Linked DNA regions of Zea mays: region 2 is linked to region 1. The links are chromatin contacts, called in public Hi-C maps. All regions are on one chromosome and are shown on one strand. Each heading gives the region's core, a stretch centred on a gene start, on an enhancer-like site or on the middle of the called end of the contact. The rest is flanking DNA. Distances are from core to core; before and after follow the strand shown.

Region 1 (5,396 bases), core at 1,402-3,901:
TTACTCTACCAAAGTTGAGTTGATAAAACACCCTTAAAAAGCTCTACCAAAATGACAAATCTAACCTTTGATTTCACTAATTTGAAGAATCTAGATTTCATAAATATAGACCGTTTGACTAACTTTTAATTAAAAAAGGCTATTTTTGATGAATCTAGAGCTGTCTTTAAGAGATCCTAAGTGAGCAAGGAAGTCAATATAAATCCGGTATGGATGTCCAATGAAGTGAGCAAGGAACTCAATATAAATCCGGTATGAATGTCCAATGTTTCATTCTCTCTCTTCTGGTGGACAAAATTCTAGCAGATTACAAGCAACAGCAAAACTTCAAGCTGGTGCTCCCTGTCAACACCATACATAGCTGATCCCGTCTCATTTGAGATCAAACACATTCGGCATGTTATGAACAGAAAAATGTGTGTCTATCAGTTCCTGTTGGTCGTTTGATCAGATTCACAAAGCAGCATCTTTGTCCCCCGCCTATGAGCTTGCACTTTGTTTGCCAGAGCCAGTAGAGACCTTCACAGTAGCAGGCCTTAGCAGCCTCTCCTTCAAATGGAACCCTCTGCGGACTTCATGCATGACAATCCCTGCCTTGAATTGCATGGATGCTTCTCGTGAGATGGCCTCATGGACCTGCATAAAAAAAACAAAAGAATGAGACCCATAGTGCTGCATATATGATGAACATAAATGTAACGCTATTTGATTCTCATGCATATCTCCATACTATCTAGCTGTAAGCACTGAAAGTAGGTTATTAGTTTTTTTCTCCCAAATACCCATATTATTTAGACCGAAAGACATGTACTGCAACATAGATGCAGGAAACTGTGTGAAAGCTAAGATCAATCTCTTGAGTATGAACCAGGCCATAAAAACAACTCATTAACACTGGAACAGAATTCTTTTTACACGTTCAAAAGGATCCAATATGTTGTTTGCATACAACATTTTAGGGAGAGAGACAGACCATGAGAATGGAACAGGCGGCGGGAGGGTAAATATTACTTACCGAAGGATCAAATGGCTTGCCAACTGTTTCCACAACTCCCACACCCAAATATCTTAGTGTTTCAACTAACTGCTTGTATATGCCTTGATAGCTTGCGCTGATCTTTTGCTCCTTCTCAGTCTCTGGGGTGTTCTCTAGATTCGTTTTCTCAAAACTATCAACTAGAGGTAACAGACTCTGAACAACTTCCACCCGTATATTTGATGTTAACTTTGCACGGTCCTTTTCAGTCTGTTTCCGGAAATTCTCCAGGTCGGCATTTAAGCGAATAAACTTTTCCTTCCCAGAAGTTATTTCGGTTGTAATACTTTCAAATTGGGAAGCTATCGTACTCTTCTCTTTTTCCACAGCAGTGATTGCCTTCTCAACTACACCAAGAACCTCCTCATTTCCTTCTAGAAAAGCTGTCCTGTATAGCTGAATTAGGTCCTTCATGGGAGGAAAATCTTCCCCGTTGACAACCTGCAGCAAAAAAACTCATTTTGGTGAAACTTGATGAAGCACATGTGGTCAAAATGAAATGGATGAGAAGGTCCAACAGAGAACATGGGCATTCTCCAATGGTTTGTTTCTCTTCCCATTGCATTGCTAATATATAAATAAATATTTCAATTACTTCTCATTGCTCACAAGTTGCAATAGCAGCTCGACATGCAACTTTACGACTGCGCCATAAAACGTGGCCTCCTATTTTCTCACACTATTCTTCAAACTATCCGATTTAGCTCAGAAAAAAAGAAGGCATTTCCCGTCTCCTCCAACCACCCAAGTGACTAAGTGAGTAGTCATAGTAATAGCAAAATAGTCTAATTTTAGTTCTTCTGTATTTGGTGTTGAAGTGTATAAGTGGATTGCCTAACTTCTCCCAACAGCTTAAGATTTTGAGTTGAATTGGTTGGTGCGTCCACTCTAACATTTGGCAAGCCCCAACTAGTGTAGACTAACTGCAGTTGTAGACTTGTAGTCCAGGGTATATTAAGAGCGCACAAAAGATGGGTATTTATTGCAAAAATTAGCAATGGCGCCTTAACACACAAAGTTCATGTATGCATCAGTCATTCTTTGTAAAACTTCAGTGGCAGCAGTCATGGAACAAACTATTGAACAAAAAGACACCTAATAGCACAGATACATACGAGAATCTTGAACTACCACAAAGAAATCTTCAAACTTCTCCAAGAACAGCGTTTCCCTACTGTCCGCTCATCAAGCTTGCAAGTTGACCCAAAGGGCGAAATTCTCCGCAAGCTAATCGCACTTCGATGCCTTTCACCCAACCCATGTTGCCACTTACCACTAACCGCAAAAGTAAGTCTGAAATACCTCACCTTCGGGTCAACGCCGGAGCCGGCGGCCACGCGCAGCGGCCGCAGCTCGGCATTGGGGCGCCGGAGGGAGACGAAAGCGGGAGTCGGCCTGCTGGGCCGCCAGCAAGCAGACAGCACGGCAGCCCGAGTTAGGTTCTGGGGTCGGCAGCCGGCGGAGCTAGGGTTTACTGCCGCGGATGCGGCGGGTCCAGCGCAGAAGGTTGCCGCCATGCTGCCCTATCTATCGCCCTCCACTCCACTGTCCGGAAAATACCAAAAAAGAAAAAAAAATGAATAAAGAGGAAAGGGGTAATGCCGTGCGGCATTGACGCCTCTGGAAGTCTGCATGCCAGCCGTTTGCGGGCGGGCCATGCCGGCCGTTGGATCACGGGGCGGGATCCGATTCATCATTCCACAGATAATAGACGCCAGACGGGCACGGGCGGGCCGCGGGCGGGAGTCGCGGGACGTCAAGCCGTCAAGGCAACGTCGAGCTTTTGGAACGCCGGCATTCGCATGTCTCGGCTTCGTAAAGTAAGACATGTTTAATCTTAAGAGATAAACTTTAGCATTTTTTTAACTATTTTTAGTCATTTAGTGATCTAAACATGAGAGTCAATAATGATGTGATAAAATTTAGCACATATTATATATCTCATAAGCTGCTCAAGAGGTGCTAAAAAGAGCTAAACGTGGACTAGAGAACACTATTTTCCATTCATACCCTCTAACTTCATTCTCTCTCCGCATTAGAGGTATGAGTGTCTTTTTATTCTAATATGCTAAACTTTATTAGAGTAGTACAAACACCCTAAAAAGTAAACTTTATTACTTCAATTTATATGGCTAAACAGAAGGTAAAGTTTATCCTAGAGGTTGAAACGGGGTATAAGTACTCACAACGAAGCATATGGAATTCTGTTATTATAATAGGCTGCTCTTTGTATTTCTATTATCCTTATGTTTTTATCCATGTTGGACAGTTATCTACCGCTGAACGGCCTGTCATCACACGTTTTGACTGAGCTGGCCCGTTCCCGTTCTTCTTCCAGAACGGATCGAGCTCACGTGCTCCTCGACGGCAATGGATCCGCCGTCGGACCCGAAGCCAATCATGCCCCTCGATGAGATCGTCAGCGACTTCGAGGGTGTGCTCGCGGCAGACTCTTGCCTCACAGCCCCAGCGCAAGGTGTGCCAACTCGAACTTCTCCCTCACCATTGCAGATGTGGACAACTCCTGGTTGGATTCACCACTAAAGGCCGAGGTACTCCCAGTGTTCCCTCCCTTGTTCCCTCTTTAGCATTTGCACTTGGTAAATGAGTTGTATTTAATCAGTGAAAGTGATGACGAACTGCCATTGATTTGAAAACAACAGAAACAATAGAATTCAACCAAATAAAATTGCTAACAAACACAGTTTGTTCACCACCTAAAACAATAAAGAACTAGCATCAAGATGAACGCATCACACCTATTTCAAATGACAAAGTAATTTTAGGATCGAAGAAAAATGCATATCATACATCAGTACATCACGACGCAGAGGTCTAGGAGCTTTCTTGGCAGCCTCGGCGTTCGCCTTCTCAGCTTGAACAATCATCTCCAAAGCCGTCGCACTAGCATCATTGGCAGCTTCGGCGGCAGCACTAGCAACGAAGGCGGCTTTGCGAGCAACGACCCTTGCACGCCTGGCTGCAGCGAGCAAATCGCTTAGGCCCTGTTCGTTTACATCGGATTGCACCCGGAATTATTCCGGCTAATCAAAGTTTATATAAATTATAGAAGCAATCCGGCTCGGAATCGTTCCGACCCACCAATCCGACACAAACGAACAAGGCCTTAAGTGGCTTATCTGTGAATGTATTGGTATCAGGTGATCCATAAGTGGCTTAGAATGAGGGGCATTTAAATGAATGGAGTTATGGTGCAGTTTCATTGGAACCCTTTTCTGCACGCAATTTGGTGTCGTTCAAATAAAACAAAAAAATGTTCTATTTTCGAGCCAAGTGCGTGCCCTGATTGTCTGGTTGTTATGACTGGCAGCCCTAATAAAATCAGCTAGTTGTTTAGATGGATAAGCGTCAGTCATAATCTAGGGATAGAGTTTGTTTAGATGGCTGAGAATAAGCAGAGTTTGTTTAGAAGGATAAGGAATTGGTTTGATAAGATATTAGATAAGGACGGCTGCAATCTTAGCTCTATAAATATACCCTTTGATCAATGAAAGAGTAAGCAGGTATTTACCTTGCTTGGCTTCCCCTTCCCCTGTGTCTACCGCCACCCGCTGTCCTAACCCTAGGACGACGGCGTCCAAACGCTGTGGTCCCGAGCCTCGACCTTCCCCTCACCACTCATACCACCTCAGAAGCCATAGTTACAACACTGGTCATCTTTACCTTTGGCAAAGATAGTACCTTCTGTGGGAACTCGTAATAGTTCTTAAATTTTTACTGAGTTAATATTAGCTAGCCAACCTGTAGATCATGGAAATTCCAGCTGTTAGCAAGGGGGCCTTGCTATTTGTTCTCAAGTAATTACCTACAGCAGACAGCCAACACTTGGAGATTTGTATCAAATCTGTCAGCAAACAAGTAAATTGAGGAAAGACGATCCTCACCAAATAGCATAGACGTATGTTTTCCCCCATTCCTCAAACTGTTAATGTGATACTGTACTGTTAGCTTGATATTGTAGTAGATTACAAAAGATTATAAGATTCTAATGGACATTCAATGTGTCAGTAGTTGGAAGTTATTATCTTATATCATGGACTATAGAAATACGGAAAAAACAACTCCCGCAGGTACCTAGTGACTAGAGTCAATGGAATCCTCTGACAAAGAGTGCTACTTCAGTGCTGTTATTTGAGGCGATAAACTGATATCCTAATTCTTCATTTAGGATCAAGGTCGTCAGGGATATCGATCTTTTTTTTTCTCGAATATGCAGGAGAGCTGCATATCATTATATTTAAGAAGAAGAAAAAAGTCGGGCCAAAGCCCTTACAAACCATAACACTGAGGTTTAAACTCAAAAAACAGAAAAACACAACAAAACCTTGAACAGAAATTA
Region 2 (5,489 bases), core at 2,582-5,081, 350 kb before region 1:
TGCCCTCCCGCGGCACCGCGGCCCCCGCCGCCCCGGCCAAGGCGCCGCTCGCCCAGGTGCTGCAGGCGCCGCCGCCGGACTCCATCCAGATCGAGACGGGGAAGGAGCACCGTATCACGTTCCCGGAGCAGCCGCCGCCCCCGCACCACCAGCGGAGCGGGGGGCCGTCGTCTCGGGGCGCCAGCGGGGAGAGCCGTGGCGGTGGTGGGGAACCGGGGGTCCCGGAGGTATCGCACCTGGGGTGGGGCCACTGGTACACACTCAAGGAGCTGGAGGACGCCACGTGCATGTTCGCCGACGAGAAGGTGATCGGCGAGGGCGGCTACGGCATAGTGTACCACGGCGTGCTGGAGGGCGGAGTGCAGGTCGCCGTCAAAAACTTGCTCAACAACAGGTACTTATGCTACCTGTGGACTGAAGTATAGCCGTATTTATAAGCTTGTGTGTTCAATTGGCTATCGTCTTTCTTTTTTGCAAAATGTTGATTATATTCTAAGCAAGCTATATACGAATTGTCAATGGAGATGTGACAATTCAGATGGTGACACTGTGCAAGAACGTTTCATAGAAAATATCCAACTAAGTCATGTTTTGCAGGGTTCATGCTTTAGTAGTGTAGATTGCCATATATATAGATGATGAAATGAGTGTTTGAATTATTGGTTTTTGTGTTGTTGGTTTTGATAAACTTTGGCGCTATGTTCTATCAGGGGGCAGGCAGAACGGGAATTCAAGGTTGAGGTGGAAGCTATCGGGCGAGTGCGACACAAGAACCTTGTTCGGTTGTTAGGATACTGCGCTGAAGGCAACCAAAGGTATCTTCTTGTATGGACAATAGCTTTAGCTTATATTGTGAAATTATAGAACCAAGGAGTTTGTAGCTTTATCATAAATTTCATTGTATATGGTTCTTTTCCATTCCAGGATGCTTGTGTATGAGTACGTTAATAATGGAAACTTGGAGCAATGGCTCCATGGGGATGTTGGCCCTGTGAGCCCTCTTACATGGGATATCAGAATGAAGATTATTCTGGGAACAGCAAAAGGGTATGCACTTTGCTGACTTATTACTGTAGTCTTGTTTTTTTGCTGTCACTATCTGCTTACATTATTTTACCTAATTGTGAAGGTTAATGTATTTGCACGAGGGACTTGAGCCAAAGGTTGTTCACCGTGATGTCAAGTCGAGCAATATTCTTCTTGACAAGCATTGGAATGCAAAGCTTTCTGATTTTGGGCTAGCGAAACTTTTGGGTTCAGAAAGGAGTTATGTCACAACCAGGGTCATGGGGACGTTTGGGTTAGACATCAACGCTGCTTATAAGATTAGGATCCTCCAAGATAAACAAGTTTGTGGTGGCTTATTTTAAATTTTGTTGCTTGCAGGTATGTTGCACCAGAGTATGCGGGCACTGGCATGTTGAATGAAACTAGCGATGTCTATAGTTTCGGAATTCTTATCATGGAAATAATATCTGGCCGTGTACCTGTTGATTACAACAGGCCGCCAGGGGAGGTTAGTAATGGCAGTACCTCCTTGCATTCGCTGAATAATGAACGTGAGAAGTGCATATATGAACTTTGTGGAGCAATCTTTTCAGATTAATCTAGTTGAGTGGCTGAAGACGATGGTCAGCAACAGAAATTCTGAGGGGGTTTTGGATCCAAAGATGACTGAGAAGCCTACTTCTAGGGCATTGAAGAAGGCTTTGCTAGTGGCTCTGCGGTGCGTAGACCCTGAAGCTCGCAAGAGGCCAAAGATTGGGCATGTCATTCACATGCTTGAGGTTGACGATTTCCCGTACAGAGATGTAAGTTAAGATGGCATGTGCACACTTTTGAGTACCCATTGTCTCAGTATGTTAATTTGTTTTGACTTTATTGCCCATAAATCTTGTTGTCCACCAACTCTGAAGCAAGAAGGTTATCATGATGAACACTTCGTTTCGCAATCGTTGTTTACATTTGGAATAGCTGGGTAACACCTTTATTTACTTGTTATAGTCAAGTATCCCTACAACTACAGGTGACTGTTACAATATGCACTGAATTGGTTATCGTTATCACAGTTCCCAGACTCCCATGGGGGCAACTGACTAGAGGACTGTGCTCTCATTAACCCTTTGTAGATTAGCTTGGAGGGCCTGCCCCCATTCTTCATTTTTTTCACTGTTTTCACAACATATGAGTTAGATATCAATCTGATTTGCCTGGTCGTTTTTGCTGTCACCTTCAAATCCTGCAAGAGCTGTCAGCTCGTTCTTTCTTCAAACAATTTCAACGATCATGATAAGGAGTAATATAGTAACATTTTCCCCATATTTTAGACTAAGATTGCTAACATTTTGCTGCTCTCCCCAGGAGCGCCGGGGTGGCAAAGCTCCAGCCCAAGCAAGATCGGTGGAAACGCCACCTGCAAGCGAACCTGGCGATAGCAGCGGAAACAACACTCCAAAGGACGCACCGAATGGAGAACCTTTCAAGTGGAGAAACTAAGAGGACTAGCTTGGCTAGCCACCAGGAAAACGGTGGTTGCGCTTGAGTTTGTGCCTGATAAAGAAGCTGGATATGGTTGGTTGGTTGGTTGGTCGGGCATGCAAACTCCACAAGCACCAGTGTCGGTCGTCGTCGTCGTGACAGTATCTGTACATTGTTGAATCGATATGTTAGCCATAGCGATTTTTTTCCAGTTGGTTTTCTTGGGGCCGTATATTTATGCGAAGGATGATTTTGTGTGATAAAGGCGCGCGCGCTCGTGTGTATTCCTGAGGCGAAAAAAAGACTGAGCATTGCTATAGCTGAAACCGTTCCAGTAGGATTGGCCGATGACCTCCAAACCTTGCTGCCTGTTTGTTGTGCCATCCGCCTGGGTATATAGCCTCGGTTTCTGATGTCATATTCGTACCGTATGTTGATTTAGGGTCTGTTTGGTTAGGCTGTGGCTGTGAAAAAAGTTGCTGTGGGCTGTGAGCTGTGAAAAAAGCTGCTGTAGGCTGTGAGCTGTTAAAAAGCTAAAAACCGTTTGGTGGAAACAACTAAAAGTCATTAAAAATTCTTCGATATATGTTTTCACAGTTCCATCCGAAAAGCCACTAAAAGCAGGTCCAGGGGTGCTTTCAGATTTGCACTACAAGAAAGCCGGCTTTTAGAAAAAGCTGCTTTCTGGATCCAGCCCTTTGGTTAGCTTTTGACTTTTAGGGGGGCAAAAGTCAAAGCCAAAAGTCAAACCAAACACACCCTTATTATACAGTCATAGTCGTAGCAGTGTGACTGCTCAGCTGTTCAGGCTGGATGCTTTCAAGTACAGTGCAGCTTGTGCCATGGATTGGAATGCTGTTGGGGGTGCGTCCTCCGCTCTCCTGCTCGCGAGGGCCTGGTTGTTAGGCTTGCAGTTGCAGCTGCCGTTGTTTTGCACAAAAAAGAGGACTGCACCTGCCCGGTCAGGTATTTCACAGAAGTGTCGGTGATGCTGTGTTCGGGTAGAGATGGCCGATGAAGGCAGGCAGCCATGCGGGCAGATGGATGGAGACTGATGATGGTCTTCCAGACTGAAATTCGGCTGCACCCTGCAAGTCCTGGGTCCACCTGGAGATGAGACGACGGCAGGCAAGCAAGGACCGAGAGCGAGAGGAGCTGGCCCCGACGACGATGAGTGGAATAATATCAGCCTCCACGGGCCCGGTGGAATCGCTGTCCAAACACGCGCCTGAAAGGCCCCGCTTCTATTTTTGACGCTTATACCCTCGCTCTGCTCATCGAACCAAACCCTACACCGCGGCGACAGGTATAAAAGACATCTCCCGACCCGTGCCCTACTCGCCGCCGCCACCGCCACCGCCACCTACGCAACACCAGACGCTCCAGCAGTCCAGCACTCGGAGCTCGCGCGCCCGACGGCCCACCATGGTAAGCGAGTACGCGCGAGGCTCAATACGCTGCTGCTCCTCGGCTTTCGCCTGTTCTGCTGCCGGTGTTAATATCGCACCTGTTTTTCTTCAACCGCAGATCATCCCCAAGAAGAACCGCAATGAGATCTGCAAGTACCTCTTCAAGGGTATGCGATTATTCGTCCGCTAAACTCGCAGTAGGGTAACTTGCGTTGGTTGGTTGTTTCGCTTTCTAGGAGGGGACGTCTTCAAACTGTTTCCTTATTACTAGGATAGCACTAGTGTATTATGTTGAGTTCACTTTTTGGTCTAGTTTTAGCATCTCACAAACTTACGAGTTACGAGCAGATATATTATAGGCTTGACACAGCGAACTTGTGAAATAGTTTTGCACTCCAAATTTGTGTGCCCCCTAAACTATGGAATTGAACACAGGTTCTATGTATATCCATCACCGAGAATTGAAAGCATGGTCTGATGTGATGTGTGCTATGTTCATACGGTTTCTGTTAGTTTGATGTGTTTGCTGCTGCAGAGGGCGTGCTGTATGCCAAGAAGGACTACAACCTGGCGAAGCACCCACAGATTGATGTGCCCAACCTCCAGGTGATCAAGCTCATGCAGAGCTTCAAGTCCAAGGAGTATGTCAGAGAGACCTTCTCCTGGCAGTACTACTACTGGTACCTCACCAACGATGGCATTGAGCACCTACGCAACTACCTGAACCTCCCGTCTGAGATCGTGCCTGCCACGCTCAAGAAGTCTGCCAGGCCACTGGGCCGTCCATTTGGCTCTGGCCCTCCTGGTGACCGCCCAAGGTAAAGCCTAAATTCTTGAGCGTACTTAACAAATGTGTTTAGTAATGATTTCACATGTTTGTTTCTCATGTCTGGTGATGATTTCAGATGTATACTACAGTCAAGTCTGAAGTAGTTTTTTGTGCACTTCTGATCTTTTGATGATAGGGCTAACTTTATCTAGTAAATTACTTCTTGATGGTGCTTGTTTTGCATTTTCCAATGTGTTTTGGTGCAATCAGTGGTGGATCTGAGGAACTTTTGTGACCAAGGCCAATATTCTAAACGTCCAACACCGGATCACATACTAATAGACAACAAAAGTAATGTACTTATATATCATTATTAGGAGGAAATTTAGATGGATCCATATATAGTTTAATATTGTACTTCAATTCTAACCCCAAAGTCAACAACAAACTGATGAGTTCATGAAGACATAAAAGTGATTAAAAAAAGCCTAGATGATGCTGATATTATTCATCATCACATCATTTCATTTATTTGTATTTGGCTTCGTGAGCTTGCATTGGCTGTATAATTGGTGTAGGAACCAAAGTGAAAGTAGTCAATGCCATCTCTCTACTGTAAGCCAAGTAATTTTTTTTTTATGTTTGCTGTTGGCTGCAAAATTCAAAAATCACATAAATGAAGATTGAGGGATTAGATAATTGGAACAAGGAACAACCTGCTGCTGGTGTGATCTGTGATGTGCGCAGTGGGCAGCTGTGTATTGTGCCTCTGCTTATTTGCTTTGCCTTTTGCACAGTACCAGCCAGCTAGCGTGTGCACTACAGAGCAGTGC

Evidence for each region. Hi-C and Micro-C count contacts between places; a contact is called where the count stands out from the background.
Region 2: a Hi-C map of ear shows a contact between it and region 1, with 1.9 times the contacts expected there. The contact joins the promoter of LOC100282542 here to the promoter of LOC103648642 in region 1. A contact is called at or near these places in 2 of 25 Hi-C or Micro-C datasets (ear and leaf).

Annotation. Positions count from the first base shown.
Region 1 is chr2:53,034,661-53,040,056 of Zm-B73-REFERENCE-NAM-5.0, reverse strand. It overlaps LOC103648642 (protein GrpE), which reads right to left and starts at 2,651. Exons shown (of 3, transcript XM_035965273.1): 1 at 2,344-2,651; 2 at 1,016-1,477; 3 at 194-636. The coding sequence starts at 2,553. The coding sequence ends at 481.
Region 2 is chr2:53,381,531-53,387,019 of Zm-B73-REFERENCE-NAM-5.0, reverse strand. LOC100282542 (40S ribosomal protein S10) reads left to right here and starts at 3,831. Exons shown (of 5, transcript NM_001371870.1): 1 at 3,831-3,906; 2 at 4,006-4,054; 3 at 4,423-4,705. The coding sequence starts at 3,904. LOC100274438 reads left to right here. Exons shown (of 7, transcript NM_001148797.1): 1 at 1-394; 2 at 711-815; 3 at 925-1,047; 4 at 1,130-1,300; 5 at 1,387-1,516; 6 at 1,602-1,811; 7 at 2,362-2,773. The coding sequence ends at 2,496.